Linked DNA regions of Pan troglodytes: region 2 is linked to region 1. Evidence: chromatin contacts called from public Hi-C data. All regions are on one chromosome and are shown on one strand. Each heading gives the region's core, a stretch centred on a gene start, on an enhancer-like site or on the middle of the called end of the contact. The rest is flanking DNA. Distances are from core to core; before and after follow the strand shown.

Region 1 (6,814 bases), core at 1,863-4,362:
TTGCTTCCTGCCTCCATAGATGATTTTATCCATCTTTATCAGCTTTTGTTTTGTTATTAGTGCCCAGGCATTGGCATGGTTCATCTGGTACTCCATTAGACTTGTGGCAAGCACAAAAGCCAGGACTAAAGGAAGAAAATTAATTGCTTACCCTGTTAATATCAATTCATTTTCACCTTCTTGCTTTGGCCTGACTTCACCATACTGTTGACAAGTTATATTTTTCTTGTTAGTTCTTTCATCCTCAAAAGCTAAAAATCAGCCCAGATAGATGAGGAAGAAAAGACAGCATTAAAACCACTGTTATTGCCTCTGGTGAGGTATGTAGTTTTGGGCTAAGGCACAGCACTTCTGCCCAACATGAACAGGCTGAGATGAATCTAAGCCAATTTTGATGAATGGCCAGCAGAAGACAAGATCTTGGAGTTTCCTTGAGCAAACCATAAGAAGCTACTCTCTAAATTTTTCTGACTTTATACCAGAGCTCTTACATGCAGAGGCACTTCTCAGCTCCAGTTGATATAGCCTGGAGCAGTGCTGCCAGAGGTAGCAGTGTTGCCCCTAGACATCACTCCCTCCATCGTTCAGTAGTTCCCAAAGGACCTTCCACCACTCCAGATCTACATGACAGATACCTCCAGAGTCTAGAACTTGAGGGTCAGGCGGCTCTTCCTCCCTCTAGAGCCCACCAGTCTGGATTAGGGTAAGCCTATGGGCTAAGGAGGTCAAATACACTTGACTGGCTCCATTTATTCCATCACGGGCCATGCTAGGAGCTGTCATTTTAGGGACACACAGGAACATCACTGTCTCTGTCTTTCAAATGGCTTTATTTGCTGCTTTTGACTCAGGACTAGGTTGGCCAGATGTAATAAGTAAACATATAGGATGCCTAGTTAAATTTGAATTTCAGACAAACAAGTTATTTCTTAGCATAAGTATGTCTCATGTAATGTTTGGCCTGTCTTTACCATACTGTTGACCATATCTTTATTGTTAGTTATCCAATACTCAAAGGCTTAAGATAAGCCCAGGTATATGGGGGAAGAAGGATGACATGACATCCTTCTGGTGAGGTGCTTACTTTTAGGCTGGAGTGCAGCACATTTTTAGTACAAATATGTCCCATGCAACATTTGAGACATACTGGAAAACAAAACAAAACATTCTTTGCTGTTTACCAGATATTTAATTTTAATTAAGTATCTTGTATTTTAATATTTAAATTTAATTAAATATCTTGTATTTTACCTGGAAACCCTACCAGGACCCTTGACATCTCCCCTGAAATACAAAGGAGCAAAAGATTCCCTATGCACAGATAGTTCTTTATCTTTATACTACGTAAGAGGCCCCAGCTAGAGCCCCAGTTGTGCTTACCCTGAGAACAGGGCATATTTAGGTCTGTCAGATGGAGAAGAAAAATCCCACCAAGGTCCATTTAAATGAGGAACCAAAGAGAATCACAAGAAAAAACTCATCCTCAGGGATGAGAGCCAAGGTAAATGAGTTTGAGGCACTATCATAGAAAAATGGGTGATTCTGAGCACAGAAGACCTCCTGCCTCCAGTCGCCTTCCTTCTCCACACATAAGGACCAGGCCTTAGCAATGGGAGTGGTGATACAAAGACACAGGGCATAAAACAAACAAAATAATGTAGCTTTGGAATCAGGAGTTTCTGTATCAGCAGGGGAGCATCGTCAGCTTGAAGCTAGGACCGCCTCCATGTCCACATCGATGGGCACTGGCAGCAGAGCTGGCACTGTGGCCAACATTACCAACAGGGCTGTCTCTGCAGGTGCTAGCGGGATGCATCACCACAGCAATCTGAGGCAGGATGAGAGAAAACTAGCCAAGGCGTTGGGGCGATCAAAAAAGCTAGCCTGAGAAGATATTCATTTAATTAACATTTACCAACGTATAGCATGCAGTCTGTTATGTGTAGCTAATAGTACAATGAAAAGATATGATCCCTAATGTCATGGTGCTCACAATCTAGTGCAGGAAAGCAACAAGACCAGAGACAATCACAATATTGTATGGATAGAGCTATAATAATTTGCAAGCACATATGAGGGGCACCTAACCCCTCTTCAGTTTAGTAGAGTCGGTTTTCTGAAGAAATGACTTCTATGTTGAAACCCAAAGGACCAGTAAGAATAATTCAGGAGGAAGAGTCCATATGAGGTGCCCCTAGAAAATTTCTCATCTATTTGGGAGAAATCTGAAGGGCTAGAGTTCCCATCTGAATGATGGAAGAATTAGGGAAATCTTGATTTGTGAATGTTACTCTGACTCTCTTTTTCCCTGTTAAACTGGTATGACTGGAAAAATACCCACCACTTGCTAAGGGCTTATTCTGAGAGTTAACATTGAGAAAATACCATGGTAAGCGTAAATGACATGGAGATCTAAGATCTCATAACTCTCAGGTTCCAGTACGATGTTACTGCAGATTCTCTGCAGCACCTCACCAGTTTGCTGACATTACATAGGCAAACAGTATTCTTTGCCCTATATTTTGCACTTTGAAAGTCCTTTTATACTAAAGAAAGTATTGCCAATGCCAAAGAATGAAATTATCCTTCCTTCCCATTGTCAGATCCAGGAAGGGATCTCATTTACAAAAGCAACCTAAATGCAGCATTGATGAGGTTATTGCTGCTCCTCTTGACGTATCTCTCCATCAGGTTTTGCAAAACTGATTTCTCTTCCTCTGGTCAGAGCAGCCTCAAAATAATAGGTTTCAGAATAAGAAAACAACTATTTTTTTGTTTAATCTTAATAATAGGGTATTTCAGGTTTGTCTAATGAAAACCAGAAGCTGATGATCTAACACAATCAAATACTAGCTTTTGTGCAAAAAGAAATAGTAAAATAACGTAGGACCTTGTCTAAATAAGACTTACAACTGATGCCAGCTAAATGGGAAAAAATAGCAATAACCTTTTAAAACATTAATTTAGACTTTTATTGGAATACAAAGGATCTCTAGTGTCTGAAAGCAGGCATTGTCTCTCTTTTTTATTTCAACAGAACTGTGGCTTGAATACAACACAGCAGGGTGTGTGTTTTCTAAAGTTGGGTCATTATCAGAGTGTTCACTGCCGTTTGCCAATAAGCCTTTATTTGGCAAAGTTTAAAACTGCTGACAAATGGGATTCTTCCTGTAGCAGTATAACATGGTACAGCTAAATATGCCTAATTACAAAAGTCCTCCAAGGGCAGTCAAGAAATCTAGGCTTTTGAGAAGATTCAGATGGACAGTCCTCAAATATTAATAGGAAACAGGAAAATCTTTGAGCCCTCGGTCATGTCGCTCTTGCTCCTATTATTATGGATTTTAAGTTGCAGGGGCCTGTGAGATTACTCAAAACAATGTCTAGTTTTATCCGAAGCTGCAGGGATTTCCGATTTCCATAAATTTCTCTGGAGACATTTAAGAGGCGGTTTTTACTTCTGCACACTTTGGTCCGTGGGTTTCTGTGGGTGTGTGTCTGTAACTTTCCTTCCCTGTTCTAATTTGTCCCTGTTCAGAGACAAATAAATTGGAAGATTATTATCCAAAACTCCAAACAACATTAATTCCTTGCACATATTTTGTGCTTTTAGACTCCAAGAATGATAATAGACAATCTCTTTAGAATGTGGAAGGGGGACCAATGTCAAACCATTTAATCACAATCTCCACCTCCAGGAGCCCCTCTGAAAGAACAGAAGCCTTACTTGAACTGGATTTCATGGGAAAATCTGTGCAGCGAACTTTGCTCTCTAATTATAGCTGGGGGAACGTGAGGTTTGTTTGGAATCAGATGTAGCTTTCCACTACCATAATTACACATTTTATTTCAAACACCTCACTGCAGTGTTTGAAGATGTTAGCACAATTGCACTAAGTATCCTGGAGTTCTTGCTTGGGAGGTCTGGTAGAGAATGAAGGAACAGGACAGCAATTGAAATGCTGAGTTTATAGGAGTCTAATAATTTCATGGCTGGAAGTATGACATAAAGAAATGAGCTTGGGCTTTTTTTTCAGAGCTGGGAGTTCTCGTCTCAATTCTGCAGGCTAACTGATAAGACCTTTTACTAACCAGGTAAAACAATTAGGAACTGGGATCACATTGCCGGGAAGATGCTGAGTAACATTAATTAGAGTCTCAAAGGACTTTAAACAAATATGTACATCTAGAGAAGAATTTTTATAATGTAGTTAAGAATGCTTATTGAGAAAGAAACGCAGTGTCTATAATCCATTGCTGACTAGCATGCTTAGCTATGGTTAAATCTTCCAGTAAGCCAAGAATGAGGGGAGAAGAGGGAGGCAGGTTGGGACGAATAGAGTAAGTGGTAGAAGTGGGTTCTGTTCAACCATATGTAGAGGAATTAATCAGCTCTTTTTCATGGATTTAGGGCCCTCAATCCCTATATAATTCCTCAGATATTTGTGCTACCTGCCCCCTTCCCCTCCATGTAGCTGACCTTAGAAGATTAGAAGAGAGAGACCACTGGGCTTATTATCTGATGAATGGCTCTGTTTTTACTGTGAAATTATAGGAAGTGGTTTAAATTGAGAATAATAGAAACAGTAACAAATAATAAGAATACTTGCTATCCTGTGTTAGATCATCTGGCAGGCTATCTGATGAGAGATAGGGTTTCATCTCGGGAAGTTTTAGAAAAGAGGCCAGGTATATACCAAGTACTACTCTAGGTATTTCACAGACATTTTGTTTCACTCTTATACAAATCCCGTGGAAGAGAAATGACTTTCCTCATTTTAGATTCTAGGGAGTGACAGGGGACAAGTCAAAGGTAATTTGGAGTGAAGGCTGCCCTGATCAACTTCCAATGCATTGGATTATTTTCATTTCATCATTTTCTCAGTGCTATGGAATCTTTGTGATCCATTAATAATATTAATAACAATCCCTACATTTGTATGGCATTTAATACTAATAGTTTTCAAGGAAGTTTCACATGCATTACCTCACTGGACTCTCAAAAACAAGTCTGTGGGTTGGGCAAACAGGAATTATTACCTTCATTTTAAAAATAGTGAAACTGAAGCTCAGAGAGGTGGCATGCTTTATTCAGGGCTAAGACCAGAGTCCAGCTTCTGTTAGAACTAAGCCTTGCTTCCTGTTTTCCCTTTGGAGACCTTGAGGAAGACCATGAGCCGCCAAATAGCTACCATGATATTGCTAAACCCTGTACCAACTCGTGGACAGTAGTCTCATTAAATGCTCAAGATCCTTGGATGGAGACCAAGAACTCTCTATCTGCAAAAATCTCTACAGAAACATTTTTCTCTTTACTCTGCCTCCTCATTTAAATGCTAAAATATTTACAGTGATAAGTCAGATAACATCATGCTGCCTTGTGAATTTTTAGGGAAAAGATGAAGAGCACATGATAAGGCTGGGAATTTTCAACTGCCTGGCACAGTGGAAGAAATATTTGTCTAGGTGTTAAGACATGTGGGTTCTGGTCCTGTCTCTTTCACTTATTAGCTGTGTAACCTGTTACTTGTTGTGTTAAAATAAATCCTCTAACAGTTTCCTAAGTTATTAAAGGGACTGTCCTGATAAAATCATGATGTGTGAGGGCTTTTAAAAATTGTATACTTGTTCGGGCGTGGTGGCTCATGCTTGTAATCCCAGTACTTCGGGAGGCCAAGGCAGGCGGATCACCTGAGGTCAGGAGTTCGAGACCAGCCTGGCCAACATGGCGAAACCCCGTCTCTACCAAAAATACAAAAAATTAGCCGGGCATGGTGGTGGGTGCCTGTAATCCCAGCTACTAGGGAGGCTGAGGCAGGAGAATTGCTTGAACCTGGCAGGCGGAGGTTGCAGTGAACCAAGATCACGCCACCTCACTCCAGCCTGGGTGACAGAGCAAGACTCCTCTCAAAAAAAAAATTGTGTACTTACACGTGTGTGTGCCACACACAAACATTGTGACATGCAGTACGATCACATAAAATATGGATGATTTTCAATCTACTCCTATAACCACAAAGTGAGGGAAAAGGTTTATATATCCATATCATTGTGGTAGCATGGTATCTTACATAAGAGCACCCTCAGGAAATAATTTTTATAATATTATATTGGTAGCAGGAGCTTAACTATTTGAAGGAAACCAGATAGGTTTCTTATAAGGAATTCCATCTCTTGGGATCCTTGAGCAGGCCATGAGATCTGGTAGGTTTTGACAAGAGAAAATGAGAAACCATGCTCAGGGCCAGTCTGGCTATATGTACTCACTACTTGCTCATAGTTGAAATGATTTTTAAGAATTGTATACAATATTGCTATTAGCAGTGAATAGGGGAGGCAGGACAGGGGACAAACCATGGGACTCAGAGTCAGAAAGGGCTGAGTCCAAATCTAAGATATATCACCTGCCAGCTGTTATGAGTCTGTTGTCTAACATTTTTGACCTTCAGCATCTTCAACTGTGTGAGCTGATCACACCATATAATAGTTTACTTTGAGGATTAGATGAAATCTCTGTGTAAAGGACCTCAAATACTTGCCATGAGATAGGTACTCAGTAAATGGCAGCATCAGGATTTTCTACACTCCTCATCCTACAACATGGACTCTGAATACAGCAGTGAGGCAGGATTGTGTCATCCAAACTTGAGGATTCCTCATCTATTGACAGTTGTTCATTTGGGTTTGTAAGGGAGAAGTAGTTTGATGTTGAAAATGCTGTTGGTTACTTATTTTTGTTGAGATTCTTTAAAGGTGAAAAGAGGCAGTTGACAGCCTGTTTTAATGCAGAAGCTCTGAGAAAAATGGTGCCAGA
Region 2 (7,514 bases), core at 3,544-6,043, 200 kb after region 1:
GTATAATACCCATGAAAGTCAACATTATCCCCCCAAACAGAAGTTGTCCTTTCACCTTCATTCAACAAATATTACCCACTGTCTTCAAGGCATTGTACTAGAAGGTATGCAGGATACAAAGCTTTCATCTGAGGACACAGCACATATTTGATTTTAGATGATCAATATTCTCTCCCTTTCTCCAAAGGACATTTATGGCCACTTATGGCATACGAATTAACTATTAAAGTTATACATTCAACACACCCAAGTCACATAAATCTGGTTATGGACACAGTAGCAATAAAATTAAGAAAAAATTCTGACACTCACCCTGAACAAAGGCCCTTTTAAAATTAATAGCATATCTGAAAAATAAGAGGAGCCCGAGTAAAGTGAGACCTGCCAATGTAATGGGCTTGGTGAATCACTTCAAAATGCCCAGGCCTCCCTTTGGACACAGTGTTATCAGGTTAATACAGCACTTGCATCACCATCTCTGAGTACTGTGCTGAGTAACAACGGGCCAAATTTAGCAGCTAAAATGGAGAGGGAATCTCCAACAACCCGTGCAATGCCACATATTTTCAATGAAAATAGAAATATACTATCCCTTACCCTCCTAACTTAAACTGTGCCTCTCTGCATCATCACTACACCTGGAGAGGGAGCTCCTCTAAGGGAATGTCTCAGGAGATGGCTGGTGGTTAGAAGAGAGAAAGATTCCCACTTAGGCCAGAGGTAGCACAGCAGCCAGCTATGGCTTCTGCAGCAGTAAGCTTTCAGTCGGGAAGGGCCAGACACCGCTCCCTCACTTCCCTCCCAGCATGGGTATTGCTACTGTAAAGTTACAACGACCACTAAAGTTGGTTTCATTTCCCATCATGAAACACCCTAGAAAAAAAAGGCTGTCTCAGCTTACTGCCAAGTTGGACAAAAGCAGAAGCTCAAAGAACAAGGCCAGAGGCAAACATGCCACCTTTCCTTCAGAGGCTGGGCTGTGAAGGCCACAAGGGAAGCCCACTGTGGCTCTTCACGGCCCCGCTCCGGCCTTGACACCCCGGGCAGAGATCAGTCTTCTCCACTCAGGGTTGGGCCGGGTGCCTCACTCGCCGTTCCATCCCCAGAAACACTTACCAGGAGACTGTGAAGCACACAAAGCCGCATTATTGGGAGACTTGCAGACAGATTATAAATTTACTGGGGACAATCAAGGCATTTAGATACTTTTGGCTGCAGATGCTGGTGACACACACATACATACAAACCTCATTCTTCTCTCCATTTGAGCGATTCTTTACCCCCCTCCTTTACCCTAACATCTCTTTTTTCACAAAACAACCTCCCACTGCTTTCCCTGGGAATTCCAGGGAGAAGCGGGAATAGAGCAGGTGGTAGAAAAAGGATATTAGGCTTCGAAGCTCTAATACAACCCCACAAGCTAGTGCTATTCAAGGGTAAAACTGTAAACCCTGTGCAGCTTAACTGTTGGTAGTTATTTTTCATCTGGAGCTGGCCTCAAGGAGTCCCATTTCTAGGTAGCCCAAGTAAATGTGCTTATGGCTGGGGAGAAAAGCACCATCCTACTCCCCAGAGATTCCCAGGGTCTTCGTCACCATGGACCCAGGCCAGGGATTAAGGGAAGCCAGAAAGAGCCATCCTGAGCGTCTGGCCAGAGGATGTCCTCTCCCGAGAGCTCAATATCAAGCTCCTTTGGAGGAGCAGTTAGACACAATAGCACCATCTCCTTTGGGCTTTTTGAGTACTTTGGGGCTTGCATGGCCATTTCCTGTCGCTTTTGCTAGGGCTGACCTAGGTAAACTGGAGCAGACATAGAATCCAGAAGTCCCATGGAGCTCCAAAAGGGAGGAAGCCTGCAGGGCCACAGGGCAGGGTTCTACCTTCCACCAGAGGCCACTGGCCCAGCAGCTTTGGGGGGAAGCCTGCAAACAGCAGGCAGTCACCTGACCAGGACTGGCACTGAGAATCAATGATCCAAGGGATACTCCTCTGGGATGGTGTATGTCTGTGCCTCTGGGGAAGAACTTCCAGCCAGAAACTTAATCAGAACTTTTGGGTTTGATATCCTGTCACCAGGAGTGGCTGAAGACAAGGTATTTCCTAGGATGATGATCTGTGTAAATAGCTGCTTCGTGCCTGTCCACTTAACGAATGCTCTAAGGGAGCATTACTGGAATGGACTGGAGTGCTTGGGAAAAGAATCGAGATGTGGCTCAGGAGTGAGAGAGTCTAGAGGGAATCAGAGAGTAGGCCTCTTAAGAAACAGTGCCTCCCTAGTCTCTCTTTGGGATATTTTCCCCAAATTTTGTTTTTGACTGAGGGGACATTTGGGGAATTTGCTATTTGTTACAGCTTACCATTTATGTTCTCTTAAGCGAAGAAGAACGGGGTCACTTCAAAAGGGAGAGGGGAAATGGGGCAAGGAGAAAAAGGCTTTAATAAAAGCCAGCTGGGCTGATAAATGCTTTGGGGCTGAAAAATGGCTTGGGGGCCTAATCAGAGCTGGCTGGCCAAAGCTGGAGGATCCATGAGATAGAACCTTCCTCAGTGGCTCAGATCTTGCCAGCTGGTAGCCTCTTCTTTTATAAGATGTGGACCCCAGAGAGCCTCTGGAAAACTCAGGCTTCTTATCAGTTAAGGAATATCCTATAAGCGAAGGAAAACCCAGGAGTGAGCACCAACAGAACATGATGAGTAGGCGCATGAAACCACCCGAACGCACCCAATGGCCTTTAAGGTAGTCAGGTGACATCTCGGCCTTTTTCACTGCCATCCACTCTACCTTAGGCCAAAGCAAACTCTACCCTCACAAGAGACCACAGGACCACAACCAGAACCATGAGAAAGCCAGGTGCTTACCGCAATCAGGGCTGAGTTCCTCTGGTCCCCTGGGGTTGAAGCGGGCGGCTGCTGCTCTCCGTTTATCCCACCACTGCCACCATTATTGCTACTGTTCAGCAGGTGCTGCTGGTGGTGATGGTGATAGTCTGGTGGGGGCGGTGGGGCTGCTGTTGCTGCTGCTTGGGAGGCCGCAGGAGGGGCAGCAGGGGGCGGTGGAGGGGCTGTAGTGGTGGCAGCAGTGGCGGTGGCCTTGGTGTGTTTGCCAGCTTTCCTTGCCCCCTGGCCATGCTGTACAAGGCTCAGGAGCTGCAAGGTGCTTTCTCTTTCCCGGTCTGAGCTCTCGGCCCTACCTCGTTCATATCGTCCTTCACAGCTCAGGTGGTGTTGGCGGCAGACAGCGATCCGAGCCCGGAGGCGCTCCACGATAGCACTGTGCACTCTCGGGGTGACTGAGCCCCCTCCAAGGAGCCCCGCCCCAGAGGCCCCCCCTAGCCCTCCTGCGGGGGCCTGCGGGGGCGCTGTGTCCCCCATCTTACTGGACACAATGATTGCTGCCTCTGGGATGGTGAGGTGGAAAGAGGCTACTGCTGGCTATTGCAGGCAAGTCTGTTTTTGACAATGTGAGCTCAGTGTTCAGGGCCACATGAATAGAGGTCTTCAGAGGTTGTGGGGGAGCCGTGGAGAAGGTGTGGGGGAGGGGAGTTAGTAAAAAGAGGGTGGGGAGAAAGAATAGAAACCAGCTGGGGGGAGGATAAGTTGGAAACAAACCCTGATTAACTTACTCTAATTGCATTTGACAGCTCTGGAGAAGTTGGACAGAGTTGGTGGATTTTTTTTCCTCCACCAAGCTGACAAGAGCCACTAGGTACTTTGTAAACACACGATCTGGGGGTTAGATCAAGAATTCAGGGATTGTCCAGCAAGAGACAGAAACACACAGCAAAAGGTATTGAGAGAGGTATTAATAGAGAGGACTCCCCCTCACCTAGTTGTTTCCGACAATTCTTTATGGGGATGTTTCTGCAGAGAAACACATTTCTACCATGTCTATGTAACCAGCAGCCTTGACTTTTCCTCAGGTTAAATAAAAAACCAAAACAAAACAAAACAGTGCTGTTTCAGAAGATGTTTAAGTCACTGTTCAAAATGTGCAAAAATCAAGGGAGACTGTCTTTTGGCTTTTAATTTTTCCTCCCTTTCCTTTCGCTCCGGTGTTTTCTCCTCTTTGGGGTACTGTAGGATGTTGTCTTCTCCCAAAAGAGGGAGACAGCTTTTCAACTGTTAACAATGTCAGTAATTGGACTTTTGGACCATGCTTTTTTCTTCAGCTAATCCAATCACCGGTAAAATCCTCACTCCCTCTAAGGTTTCCTAGCCTTAAATGAAAAGCAATCTTAAGTCGCTAGCCACTGAGAGAGATCCTTCAACACATTTTTTTCTTTCCCGCTTACGTTTCTATTCCTCACCCCCGGCTCTATTCTAATACAGTATCAAGAGAGACAAACTCTTCCGAGAGTAATTTACAAACGATGGTCAAACTTACAAACTTCCAGCAAATTGCACCGAGTCATGTCCAGCCACTTTTCTGTCCACTTTTGTACATTCCATCCCCGGCCAGTGGATCTGAGGGTCTGGACTCGCAATAAGCAATCTGGTTCTATCTCCTGTATTTGCTCCGCTTTATAGATGGAAAAAAAAAAAGTAGCTTGTATTTTCCTTTCTCTTTCTCGTCTGTTGTTAGCCGCTTTGCTGACACTGGCTCCCGCCCGGAGTCACGGCGATACACAGGCTTTCATTGTGCTCCGATAGGAGAGGGAGAGAAAGAGAGAGAGTGAGACAGAGAGGGAGAAAGAGAGAGCCAGCAAGCTGCAGATGGGGGTGGGGGGGGGCGGGGAGAGGGCGGGAGAGCTCGTTCGAGGCTCCCTGGTGGAAGGCTGGTGCCACTGCGCGAGTGAGTAATCGCAGCCAGGCACCGGGGAAAGGGGAACGCAGAGGGCCTCCCAGTGGCTGAAGAGGTAAATCCCAAGCCCTGCGCATCTCAGCTGCCCTGGCTCAGCTCAGCATCAGACTCGGTTAAGCGGGGAAGGCTGGGGAAATTCCCCAACCTCTACACAACCATTTCACCAGCTCTAAATGTTTAAGAAATTCCGGGCCAGGAATGTGTTTTCCCTTTCAGCCCTACATTACGCCCCGCTGAGGATATCATTTTCATTTTTCAGTATATTGTAAATGACACCACTGAGCAACCTAGCACGAGCTGTGTGAGCACCGAGGAAATGTTCATTAATAGAATAAGGAAGATAATGAATGTGTGTGTTGAGGGCGGAAGGGGTTGCGCGTGGAGAGGAGAGGTAATCACATTGTTAGCTCCTAAAGGGCAGGCAGGTGTAGCGTTTGTCTACCTGCCTGCCCATTTGTGTGTCTCTGGATAAGTGAGTCTGGGTGATCACAGGCAAATCAGTTGGGATAAATAAAATATTTTATGAGAATGATACAATTATCGATACCAGTTCTAGAAACAAACGCTTTTTTTTGGGAATGCATGATTGCCTATGAAAAACCAAATATAAGACCTGAAGTATCCTTAGCTACCTGGTGCACATACACAATGAGGAAAGTCAATGTGTAGCAGCTGAGTTTCAAAAAGTTTTTTTTTTTTTTCTTTTAATGGAGTCTTGTTATGTTGCCCAGGCTGGAGTTGAACTCCTGGGCTCAAGTGATCCTCCCACTTGAGCCTCCTGAGTAGCTGGAACTACAGGTACTCACCACTACTGCACCTGACTCTGAGTTTCAAGAAGTTTAATAATAGAAACCAAATAGATCTCACACAGATCATTGTCCCCCCATTTTCAAGTGATCCCACCTTTAAAATATCCAATATTGGCCAGGCACAGTGGCTCACGCCTGTAATCCCAGCACTTTGGGAGGCCAAGGCAGGCGTATTACCTGAGTTCAAGAGTTCAAGACCAGCCTGGCCAATATGGTGAAACCCCGTCTCTACTAAAACTACAAAAATTAGCTGAGCATGGTGTCATACGCCTGTAATCCCAGCTACTCGGGAGGCTGAGACAGGAGAATTGCTGGAACCCAGGAGGCAGAGGTTGCAGTGAGCTAAGATCACGCCACTGCGCTCCAACCTGGGCAACAGGGTGAGTCTCTGTCTCCAAAAAAAAAAAACTTATTGTGGATTCTGCTTGTTATTTTCAATTATGAAGATTAAATTAAGGTGAGCATAATACTGCAACAGTCAGAACCAAAAATATTCTGGGTATCCTAATTTGGAAGTCATTTGGATTTGAGGTCTCAAATAATATACCTTCAGTAATCTAAACAAACTCTGGCATTTCATGAATATGGTCGTTTCAAACTGAGCTATGGATAGAAATAGGCAAAATCAAGGCAAACATCTCAATACTGGATTTATTTGCAATTTAGTTCCCTATAGGATAGCCTACTTTAGTCCATTTTATTTTCACCAATCCTGTTAGCTTGGAAATGGGGACAAATACACTCAGATTTTTTGTTTGTTTTATAATTTCTTTTATTTCTTTTTTTAAATTTTATTATTATTATACTTTAAGTTTTAGGGTACATGTGCACAACGTGCAGGTTTGTTACATATGTATACATGTGCCACGTTGGTGTGCTGCACCCATGAACTCGTTATTTAGCATTAGGCATATCTCCTAATGCTATCTCTCCCCCCTCACCCCACCCCACAACAGTCCCCAGAGTGTGATGTTCCCCTTCCTGTGTCCATGTGATCTCATTGTTCAATTCCCACCTATGAGTGAGAACATGCGGTGTTTGTTTCTTTGTCCTTGTGATAGTTTGCTGAGAATGATGGTTTCCAGCTTCATCCATGTCCCTACAAAGGACATGAACTCATCAATTTTTATGGCTGCATAGTATTCCATGGTGTATATGTGCCACATTTTCTTAATCCAGTCTATCATTGTTGGACATTTGGCTTGGTTCCAAGTCTTTGCTATTGTGAATAGTGCCGCGATAAACGTACCAGGGCATGTGTCTCTATAGCAGCATGATTTATAGTCCTTTGGGTATATACCCAGTAATGGGATGGCTGGGTCAAATGGTATTTCTAGTTCTAGATCCCTGAGGAATCGCCACACTGACTTCCACAATGGTTGAACTAGTTTACAGTCCCACCAACAGTGTAAAAGTGTTCCTATTTCTCCACATCCTCTCCAGCACCTGTTGTTTCCTGACTTTTTAATGATTGCCATTCTAACTGGTGTGAGATGGTATCTCATTGTGGTTTTGATTTGCATTTCTCTGATGGCCAGTGATGGTGAGCATTTTTTCATGTCTCTTTTGGCTGCATAAATGTCTTCTTTTGAGAAGTGTCTGTTCATATCTTTTGCCCACTTTTTATGGGGTTATTTGTTTTTTTCTTGTAAATTTGTTTGAGTTCATTTAGATTCTGGATATTAGCCCTTTGTCAGATGAGTAGGTTGCAAAAATTTAATCCCATTCTGTAGGTTGCCTGTTCACTGTGATGGTAGTTTCTTTTGCTGTGCAGAAGCTCTTTAGTTTAATTAGATCCCATTTGTCAATTTTGTCTTTTGTTGCCATTGCTTTTGGTGTTTTAGACATGAAGTCCTTGCCCACACCTATGTCTTGAATGTTATTTCCTAGGTTTTCTTCTAGGG

Evidence for each region. A called contact is a pair of places that touch in the nucleus more often than the background predicts.
Region 2: a contact with region 1 is called in a Hi-C map of stem cell-derived neural progenitor cells, with 4 times the contacts expected there. The contact joins the promoter of MAML2 here to the enhancer-like site in region 1. A contact is called at or near these places in 1 of 7 Hi-C or Micro-C datasets (stem cell-derived neural progenitor cells) and 1 of 1 datasets of contacts at active chromatin or transcription factors (stem cell-derived excitatory neurons).

The regions. Positions count from the first base shown.
Region 1 is chr9:98,246,794-98,253,607 of NHGRI_mPanTro3-v2.0_pri, forward strand. The region is part of intron 1 of MAML2 (mastermind like transcriptional coactivator 2); the gene reads right to left. Among named protein-coding and RNA genes, the nearest start is that of MIR1260B, 200 kb to the right of the region's middle. Within about 2 kb of position 3,113, at least 9 of the 24 cell types and tissues checked have an H3K27ac peak or open chromatin away from gene starts, as enhancers often do. A contact at or near this core is called in stem cell-derived neural progenitor cells, where this site is marked.
Region 2 is chr9:98,445,975-98,453,488 of NHGRI_mPanTro3-v2.0_pri, forward strand. It overlaps MAML2 (mastermind like transcriptional coactivator 2), which reads right to left and starts at 4,794. Exons shown (of 5, transcript XM_001147268.8): 1 at 2,860-4,794. The coding sequence starts at 3,372. It overlaps MIR1260B (microRNA mir-1260b), which reads left to right and starts at 2,904; the gene lies at 2,904-3,011.